2 separate regions of the Mus musculus genome follow, and region 1 is linked to region 2. Evidence: chromatin contacts called from public Hi-C data. All regions are on one chromosome and are shown on one strand. Each heading gives the region's core, a stretch centred on a gene start, on an enhancer-like site or on the middle of the called end of the contact. The rest is flanking DNA. Distances are from core to core; before and after follow the strand shown.

Evidence for each region. A called contact is a pair of places that touch in the nucleus more often than the background predicts.
Region 1: a contact with region 2 is called in a Hi-C map of liver, with 1.8 times the contacts expected there. The contact joins two enhancer-like sites. A contact is called at or near these places in 2 of 484 Hi-C or Micro-C datasets (embryonic stem cells and liver) and 2 of 115 datasets of contacts at active chromatin or transcription factors (bone marrow-derived macrophages and embryonic stem cells).

The regions. Positions count from the first base shown.
Region 1 is chr16:24,753,994-24,759,383 of GRCm38.p6, forward strand. All of the region lies in intron 7 of Lpp (LIM domain containing preferred translocation partner in lipoma), which reads left to right. Among named protein-coding and RNA genes, the nearest start is that of Mir28a, 71 kb to the right of the region's middle. Within about 2 kb of position 2,353, at least 4 of the 459 cell types and tissues checked have an H3K27ac peak or open chromatin away from gene starts, as enhancers often do. A contact at or near this core is called in liver, where this site is marked.
Region 2 is chr16:24,620,944-24,626,252 of GRCm38.p6, forward strand. The region is part of intron 5 of Lpp (LIM domain containing preferred translocation partner in lipoma); the gene reads left to right. Among named protein-coding and RNA genes, the nearest start is that of Mir28a, 200 kb to the right of the region's middle. Within about 2 kb of position 1,813, at least 15 of the 459 cell types and tissues checked have an H3K27ac peak or open chromatin away from gene starts, as enhancers often do. A contact at or near this core is called in liver, where this site is marked.

The DNA.
Region 1 (5,390 bases), core at 1,103-3,602, 130 kb after region 2:
CAGGGGAAACATGGATAGCCACAAATGGAAAACATCATGTTTGTCAAATAGTGTGCGACACTTATCGTGAAATGTGGTTGAAAGGGCAATACACCTTGTCCCCATTGTTAAACAGTCAACTATCAGTCTGTACATATTTTCCTGTTTCTTGACTATGTGGAAATATCATCGTGTAACTTCAACCGTGTTGTATAGATGGCTGATCCCACAGTTTATTTGCCACGGAACAGTTAGATTTGGGCATTTTCAATGTCGTTGCATTCCTTGATTGATATATAATTTGGGGAGTTGAGCTTTCTGCTGCTGGTTAGATGTGGATCTTTAATACTTTTTACCAAATTTCCATTCTAAACAGGATCATTTTGGATTCATGTATAAACCTCATGACAGTCTTCATATCCTCTTGAATAAGGATGGATTTACCAGTATCACTACCTCCCTTGTCTTACAGTAGCAATATCAATTAGGAGTGCCTGACATGGAGCTAAATTACAATAAATGCCTCCTTAATTAGAAAAAGGAGTTCTATTTGCTTGACTATACATGCAATATATTATTTTAATGTGTTAGTTATTGGTTACTCTTTAATTTTTGTTTCTTTATTGTTTTGTTTTATTTTGTTTTAGGCAGGGTTTCTCCATGTAGCTCTGGCTATCTGGGAACTCGCTGTCTAGGCCAGGGTGGCTTTGAACTCAGAGTTCCTCCTCTCTCTGCCTCCATAGTACTGGGATTAGAAATGTGTTCTACCACCTACCAGCCTTTTTTATATATAAACATGTTTTTAGTATGAGCCCCAAACTGGCCTGAAAATCACTCTGGCTCTTGGGTTGCCTCTGAATTTGTTGTAATCCTGCTGCTTCGACTTTTTACCTCCATACCCCAATGAATGCATTTAAAATTACCCTTTGAACTGTTTCCCCAGAACACATGAATTGAGAACTTACATTTAAAAAACCATTATTAAAAGGAAAATAAATAGCTCAGTTTGCGGGCATATGCCCTGTGATCCTAGCACTCAGAAGTCTGACATAAGTTCAAGGCCAGCCTCAGCTATTTGGTGAGACTCCCATCTAAAACAAACAAACAGCACAGCAAATGCTTCTCAGAAAGAGAACCATGTTATAATTTGTGTCTTAGAGGCATTAGAGACTGAGGGCGCCACTGGAATTAAGCATGTATCCAGTGTGTCCATGCATTTGTTGTCTGTTCTGTGAGGAAAAATACAGGTCTGATGTTGCAGTTTTCTTAAGGGGACAACAATTCATTCACTGATCAATGTCTTTCTAAATTTCTGCTGTGGACTATGATATTGTAAACTATTTAGGGTGTCTTGTTGAGTAAAAGTGACTGGCCCCCTTCCCTTGAGAAAGCAAACACGTATACAAATGATAATAAAGAACAGGAGAGTTTGGAGCTGAGACGAAAGGATGGACCATCTAGCGACTGCCATACCCGGGGATCCATCCCATAATCAGCCTCCAAACGTGACACCATTGCATTTGACAGCAAGATTTTGCTGAAAGGACCCTGATATAGCTGTCTCTTGTGAGGCTATGCTGGGGCCTGGCAAACACAGAAGTGGATGCTCACAGTCAGCTATTGGATGGAACACAGGGCCCCCAATGGAGGAGCTAGAGAAAGCACCCAAGGAGCTAAAGGGGTCTGCAACCTTATAGGTGGAAGAACAATGTGAACTAACCAGTACCCCTGGAGCTCCTGTCTCTAGCTGCATATGTAGCAGAAGATGGCCTAGTCAGCCATCATTGGGAAGAGAGGCCCCTTGGTCTTACAAATTTTATATGCCTCAGTATGGGGGAATGCCAGGGCCAAGAAGTGGGAGTGGGTAGGTAGGGTCTTAGAGGACTTTTGGGATAGCATTTGAAATGTAAATGAAGAAAATACCTAATTAAAAAAATAATAATAAAAAAGAGCAAAAAATAAAGAAAGAACAGAAGAAATGAGATATACTCAGAGAGAGAGAGAGAGTTCAGGTCAAGTTATTTTGAACTTAAGAACTAGACAGTTAATCTGAGAGAGGATTCGGGCCAACGTTTCTTTAAGAACCTGATACTTGTTTAACCAAAATCAATGTCTGAAATGTGAGAGAACTTGGTACCTTGGATATGGATGAGAGCTTGTATGTGGCATGTCGGTCAGACAAGAAATGAAGTGGCATAGGACATTATCCTTACTAACTTCGTGAAGACTTTTAAATGACAAAGTAATGAGACTGTATACGTGTGAGGGAGAAATCCCTCCAGCTACAGGGAATGATTTTCTAGGGGTGGACCAAACGTCTGAGGGAGCTGGAGAAGAGCAAGAGCTTTCTTAGTAGATATTGCGAAATGTGGACATATCTGACGTAGGACACTCCCTGAGTCGTAGCCACATTCAGTGTTTAAACAGTAACAAGGGAACGTCTCACCAGATCAACATCTGTTATGGAAAGCTTTTTGTTTTCTATAACATACGGAAAATATGTTTTCCTAAAAAACATATAAGGCATTCAAGTCAATAGATGAAAAGAGTAAATTGAACATGCAAGTCTAGGGTTCAGAATACAGATAAACTCTGGAGAGAGAAACTGTTAAGAACTTTTGTGATATTGATCATGTTTCGAGCTGTAGCTATGGACCTAAAGAGAGAAGGTGCAGAAAAGAGATTATGTAGCAGATTAAGGGCTCATGGGCAGCATGGTGATTATTTTCATTGTTACTAATTTATGTTAAGATTAGATAATTATTTGTAATGACATGAAATTCTGTTTAATCCAGATATGTAGATTTCTGTACCCTTAGACTGAATAAGTGATAAAGATGAAAACATTCTCAGGGGTAGTAGATTAATGTCTCATTTTCAGTGGTTCTCAGCTGGAATGGATGTACCTAGTGACCAGGGGGAGATTGGAAAGTGATAGTCACCTATTGGTCATCTTATTTGTTTGTTTGTTTGTTTGTTTGTTTGTTTGTTTATTATGAGGCAGGGTTTCTCTGTATAGTCCTGGGTGTCCTGGAACTTACTCTGTAGACCAGGCTGGCCTTGAACTTAAAATCTGCCTGCCTCTGCCTCCCATGTGCTGGGATTAAAGGCGTGTGCTACCACTGCCTGGCTTGTCATCATCCTTATTATGGGGCACTATCAACATTGAATGAGCCAGAAGTCAACATGTCTATTGTAAGCCTTAAGGGCACAGGTAGTGCTCCTTGAGAAGATGTCACTAGCTGTTGGCCACAGCTCTTCCTCTGGGCCACTGACAGGATGATGCCTGGGTCTCTCTGTGTTCTCTCCTCCCCAACTCTCCCTTCTCTGTGTTAAATAACTATGTCTACTCACCAGTCCAATCCACTTTAAAGTAGAAGATAGTTCTCTCTGTTCAGGTTGCAAATCTCTTTTCTGAGTCTGGTGGCTCACCTTCCTTAGCCTCTATGTGAAGCCTTTATGGATGAGTTCTTCAACAATACTTGCTCGAGCATGTCCCTTTTATTGTTCTTTGGTCCTGCTTTGGGGAATCCTAATTTAAGGCCATCTTCCCCAACTTATCATTTGTCTCAAATATATTTTCCTGGGAAACTTGTAATTCTAAAATAACAAGACTTAATTTTAACTTCCTAATTTCATTGTCTGTTAAGTTACAAGATTCTATTGAATTTGGAATTTTTGTTTAATTTTATACTGTCATTTTAGGAGGCAAACTTGTTATTTATTTTTTTAAACCAAGCATCTTGGATGTTGCTATATAGGTGAAGAATCTCTTTCCTTTCAGGCTGAAGGTAGCCATCATAATTTCCAATAGAAGTGTGTGTGTGTGTGTGTGTGTGTGTGTGTGTGTGTGTGTGTGTGTGTGTTTTAATTATTAAAACACATACTATACATATTCATAGATATATGCCCAGTTAAATAAGACCTTGATATTATGTAACAGACCACATTGAAAAGTAAATCAAACCTAGAAAAATCAATTGTAACATTAGACAATGTAACATGTACAGAGGTGAAACTGATTGCAGAAGGGATCAGCTCTGCTTTCTTTGATGATTCATCCACAAAAAAACATAGAACTCACACTTTGAATGTCTCACAGACTCAACTATGAATGTATATAGTGCCTGAGTAACTAGCCTAATAGAAAGCACTTTCCCTATGATAGCTGTGAAGCCATGCCCCAGGACCAATGTTTAAAACCACACCATTTGAAAAGTGATACCAACAATAATTGCATTTAGAAAGTGAATTAGTGTAGCCCTCACTTCTTAGAAATAATTTTCCTCTTAATAAGCACAGATACACATACACGCACAAGCACATCCTTGAATGATAGTTGTTACAGGGCTCCAACTCCAGAGGCATTATATCCATATTGGAAATACCATTAGATCTCTCCTATATGCAAAACCCCAGTTTCAATTTTTATGCACATTTGCATGTATGTAGGTGTAACTGAGGGTATTGGTAATGTAGGTAATGTAGGGTTTCAGGAAAGGAGTTGAGAGGGTAATAGACTGTGCTTGACATCACAGTGGAAAGGACTCAGGAGTTGAAGGATACAAATGGGAAGGGGGAGAAGTGGGAAAGGAACACCATCCAATGCTGAGCGTGTATGGAAATGCCAAATGGAATCCATTACTTTGCTAAGCACTTAAAAAGAAAACCATTCCTAGGCAAGCTCTCCCACTCTTCCCTTATTTCTGCTGTGTGTTCTGTTGCGTGTACACTGGCACGTGTTTGTATATTTTTATAAGTGTTGTTAAAACTAGTATATTTTGGTGTATACGATTTTCTTCCAAAGTTTTACATATTTTATCTGATTGGACATGAAAGGAAAAAGAGCAGGCATCATTATTTTAAAGTGTATATATTTATGTTCTTCCTAGTTAAGGAAAACTGTGCCAATGCTTATCTGGTCCACATATTCAGTTAATTGAGGAGTCATGTTGCTGAATATTTTCTGTTTATTGGATTATTTGATAGTTCCAAGAATATATTTTTGACATTTCATTTTATTTTTTGATTTTGTTGGAATTCTTGAATTTTTGTCATGATTTAACATTTTCATTTTGAAAATCGAGCACATTTAAATATCACACTTATCTATACATACATGTATGTGTGATTTTCTGGGAGTCAAATCTTTTTATGTGCTACTTTTCTGCTGTTCGTTTTCAAGCCTCTTCAGTGTATATTAATGAAGCTCTGTTGTGCTACATGGGAGGAAGGTAGATCCCTTTACCCTCGGACACAAGGGAGAATCAAGGCAAATAAGACAAGACAAGGGTTCATCTCTTAATGCTATCTATTAGGAGCAGGGCATCACCTTCCCTTTTGCTTGTGTCTGGAAAGCTTCATGTTTTTCTTTCTATTGTGACAAAACTTTCACTGTATAACACATTATT
Region 2 (5,309 bases), core at 563-3,062:
ACATGTTTCCTTCATACTACATTTATTCAATGATCCATCCCACATTTCACTTTTACCAACAGAGTTACAGTCTATAAACTCATTTAAAAATATTTATTTAGTTACTTTACATCCCAGTCTCCCAGCCCCTTGACTCCTTCCAGTACCCCTGCTTACATGAGGCAATGAACTTGGACTCTTTTGGGCTTCCCTAGACTAAAGGTTCAAGCAAGCGCTCACAGGGCTGCTTGTTAAGTTTTAGGTTGTTCAACCTTTGACCTAGGTTATCTTGTTTGCCAGTTCAGATATCTCTTAGTACTTTGATATTTCCTTTTTCTTTTTATGAAAATAGGATAATTATGTCTCTCCTCTGTCTGTATCAGTCACTTGTAATGTTCCTATCATAGTTACACAGCATCGGGACTTGTGTATAGAGGACCAAATCCACAGGCTGGCTGGAAAAGTGATCATGTCTTTGGAAGCTTGCATGATCTCAGTACAGAGGCAGCAGTAGCTGTTGCTCTCTGACCCTTTGCTGCTTTGGTCTTTGGTGTGTGTTTGGAGCATTTCCCATCCATAAACACCTGGAGTAGACGCATGATGAGGACTCCTTCCTAAAATGTAGGAAAGTCTCTGAAGCAACCTATGGGAACAGACACATAACTCAAAGCCTGATGTTTAAGCACAAGTTTGATCAAGTAAAGATGCTTTTACAGTGTGCTTGACAATGTTGGTCTTCTCTCTTAGCATGCCCTGGATTCAGATTTTTGATATAGATTTTTATGTGTTCCATCCATTGCATAATTTGAAACACACACACACACACACACACACACACACACACACACACACCAGGTCTCTTAGCTTCTTAATAATTTTATTATTTCATAGATCTGCAGACATAATTCCATTAAATAGAGGACTCTTCTGAGAAATCTTTTGCTAATGGTAAATTTAAAGCTTTTTGTTGTTGTTGTTGTTGTTTTCTGATCACATTTCTCTGGGTTGAATTAATCCATATATAAACATTACTAGTTTTATAGTGAAATTGCCATCTGCCATCATGTTGTCTTATCCTTCAACATGGTCTAGCTGAGACCAGGTCCAAATCTTGGCTAAGTCTCTGTCTGGTGACTATAGAGAATCTTCATTCTTTTGTACAACGAATTTGGCACATATTATCATGCCATTAAGTGGAAGTGGTTTTGGAAGTGGAAGGAGAATAAAGCTGGAGCCCCAGGGGAGGATGGAGACTTGGAGAATGATGGGTACCATGCAGGTGGCATCAGACCACCCTTACTACCACTGCTTTTCCCACTCTTTGAAGAATAATGGTTTCTCCTAACTACTTAGAGCCTTTTCAAGTTTGGCTTTGTTCTGAACAGCACTCCTAGATCGTCTTCATGCATGCTCAGTATAAAAGACTGTGGGTGGGAAAGATCTACCAGGCTTAATGCTGATGTTTTGTCTTAGTAACACTGACTAGAAGGTGGCATGCAGCCAGATAGGGTTAACAGGACATCAGGGAGGTTGTGGAAATGTGTGAAAATGGACAAAACACACCAGTAATCACAATAGTTACCAAACAATGGGCTAGTTTTCTCAGTTGTCAAAACAGTGTGACAGAACAACTCAGCTTCATTTCCATCCAGATCTAAACTGTAGGATGGTGCTATTCACTTTCAGCAATTGTTTGACAATGGTTTACTCCTGAAAGACATGGAATCAAATTGTTTCCACAAAACACAAATTTAGTTATGTTATAAAATTGACCTTTGGATGTCTACTCTGTGTTCCCTGTCAGCAGTCCCATGGGTTAATGTTTTACTTGTTCTTTCTCCAAAGTCTTTGCACAGTGTATGTTCACATGCTTAAGTGTATCTAGTTTACTAGTGAGATCTCATTAAGCATGTTCCGGTTTCTTGTTATATCCTTTTTATAGCATTATTACAGCTTGGCACTAACATTTTTTGTTTTGAAACAAATTAAATTGAAACTCAGACAGATAATAAACAAGCTATCCAAGGTCTTGTGGCTTACAAAAAAAAATGGAGACTTTGATTTGAGTACAGCTATGTCTAAATGCCAGTTCCATAGTCTAATGTTCCGACTTGTAAAGTCTGTGTAAGAATTTTTTTGTTGAGTGTGCACACACTGAACTATGGATAACTGTGTGGCTATAGGTAGATAGATATCAAAATTGGAAGGGAACAAATTTGTTTTTGAAAGTGTGTCAGAGTGGAACCCAGCCAGGACAACTTCAATTTTGATAAAAATTAAAACCTTAAAGGAATGAATGGAATTTGAGTAATAAAAGCTCACAGTGATGGTGACGGAAACTGTCAGCCTGCTGTCTTTGTAAAGATGTTATAGATTATCCTATGTGAGCTTGCTTTGAAGCTTTGAATGTAGAAAAGGTAACTGAAAATGTCTATTGTTTAGAAATGTTGTAACTGTGTGTGTGTGTATGTGTGTGTGTGTGTATGTGTGTGTGTATGTGTGTGTGTATGTGTGTGTATGTGTGTGTATGTGTGTATGTGTGTATATGTGTGTGTATGTGTGTATATGTGTGTGTATGTGTGTGTATGTGTGTGTGTATGTGTGTGTGTGTATGTGTGTGTATGTATGTGTGTATGTGTGTGTGTGTATGTGTGTGTGTATGCGTGTGTATGTGTTTGTATGTGTATGTGCTCTTGCATGCTCATGCCTTTGAATGTGTTTCTGTGTGTCTTTATAACTCATGGAATTCAGTTCTCTTTGATGCTTTGGTTTTGTTGATTACATTCAGGTCAACAAGCTTTGTGCTTCTACCTCCAGGGCCCATCTTGAGAGCCCAATAAAAAAATCCCAGGTTGACTCTTCGATGGAGGAATTGATAGAAAAGTAGATTAAATGGTTGCATCTTTCCAGCTGTCTGAAGGAAATATCAATCCAGGATAGCAATGATCCCCCTTGAGAATCTTTACTCGTATCTTATATATTTTACTGTCTTCTCCTTGATTTCTTGGTCTGTTCAGAGGTCTCCTTTTGTAAGAAACTCCTAACTCTTCCTGAAGCTTTAACCACTGGGGTAAATGGGTGGGCAAGCTGAATAGGAGACTCAGGGAAGGGAACTGAAGCCCAACACTTAGTTGTACACACATTGAGCAAACACATGGGTTTTTCATGTTTTCTGCCCTGAGCTGGTTAGGATTGGAAACAGAAAAATGTAATCTTTGCCTGGCTCTTTATAGTAGTAAAGGAATAAGAAATTAAAGCCTGACCAAGAAGGATCTTAAGAGACCTTATCCAAGATGGAGAGATGAATTCAGAACTTTCCCACAAATGATGTAAGGAACTATTGTCTTAATAGGTAACTCAGAACTCTTAAAGAAGTACATTGCAGTGTATCAGCTGCTGCAGGAATGGGTACTGGGCAACCGCCATAGCCCCTCCCTTAAAGGAGGATAAATCCTTTGACTCCATGTGCAAAGGAGCTCAGGGAATACTGATCTGCAGCAGTGAGAGGGTTAAAAAAGTCCATCATTGTATAAGAGGCCCTGCGATCTTGTCTGAACCATGTCAGGATGTTGCCTGCACGCTGTCTTTGCTGATCACAGTAATCCGGTCATAAGAGAAAGAGAAGTAATAAGAGTGTCTCTTAGCAACCAACCCCAGGAGAAAGAGAAAATTACTCAAACTGAGCCATTCAGCTAGGGAAGTAGAAAGAAAAATATTCTGAAAGTCTGAAAATGCTCAAGTTCAGTCTTCAATGCCGCAGACAGAGGTGGCAGGCTGGGGTGGGTGTGTTAGTAACAAAAATCTGTGAGAAATTGAAATGTTCTCTCTTTCGCTTTCCTTCTGTTTCCTGCCACCTCACCCTATAAGATACAGGAGTAAGAAAGGGTGAGCCAAAGAAGGCTAAAAAGTCCTTCTTTCCCACTATAGGACCTGGGTGGTTGAAGCATGGGAGAAGAGAAACGGAACTCACTCACTCTCTCTCTCTCTCTCTCTCTCTCTCTCTCTGTGTGTGTGTGTGTGTGTGTGTGTGTGTGTGTGTGTGTGTGTGTGTGTGTGCCATGCAGGTGCTAATGCATGCATGTGCCTGCATTTGTGTGGTATGTGTGCTCTGGCCTGTTTGTGTGCTCCTGTGTGTGCAGAGATGCATGTGTGTGCACATACACAAACACATCTACGTGTGCAAGTGTGTATGGCAGAGGTTCATTTACCCAGCTTGTCCAGTGGCGATCAGGATTGCTCTTTAGAGGGAGAAGTGTGAAATCTAGGGGTGTGATTCCTTTCTGAAGACTTGCTTTGCCCTTACTGCATACTAATTGGCTCTGTAATGTGTAGGTGTCAGCTGTGAAGCTATGTATGCTTGTACACTTTGTTCTATGATAGTTTTAACCCTGCCCCCTTTTCTTACAAATATCAGTAAGAGGTACATTTTACACTGACAGTTGTGCGTCACACATGTATGTAATTTGAAGTGAGAGTTTCTTTACATATGCTTTTAAGGTATATGTTATTCACTGTACTTTCTATTGTCTGTCATTTTCAAGTGCTGTTGAAGCCCACTGAACTGATATTGTGGTCCTTCATGAGTGAGTATCTTTTCCCCTCTGATGAAACTAGAGGGTAAATTTAGAATTTGCCTTAAATTTTGATTTGATCAAAGTGTCACAAAGCAAGTATAGTCATGGAGAAGAATCCTGGGGCAAAACTGTAATATTCAGGGTCATAGTTACTTTAAATTCTTTTTTTTTTCTGTTAAGTCACCATATCCTAATAGCTTAGCTGGCTTCCATTTATGGAAGTAAACCCAAGGCACTTCCTCTAGACTGTCAGTGTGTAGAAGCAAGTCACGAGGTAGCCAGGAATCACTGCGTTGGGTAATTTTGCACGTCACTCCGGTTTGTAACATACTGGAATCTGGAGCGGGAAGTGGCCTTGCAAATCATTCAGTCTTATGCATTTCTAAGATTCAATTTCAGAAAAACACTGATTGACTTCTGCCTCTCTATAAGGATGTTATGAACTAATATTTATAATTTAGTTATATTAATAATATTATAGGGGAATATTAGATATATGTATATACATGTATATATATAAAGTTATAGATATACGAGTGTGTGTGTTGTATGCATGTGTGTGAGTATGATCTTCGGGAAAGTGCGACTTGTTGAAAACTATGTGTGGTGGAAAATTCAACGTGGGAAAAAAAACAGAAAAGAGGGTTTGAAATAATAGTCTCAAGGTTGCAAAAGTCTAGAAAGAGAAAGCCTTTGTATCAGGTCCCCTGGACATGAGAATACTTGGAGACCATATTTGTTAGTTCATGGAGAGAG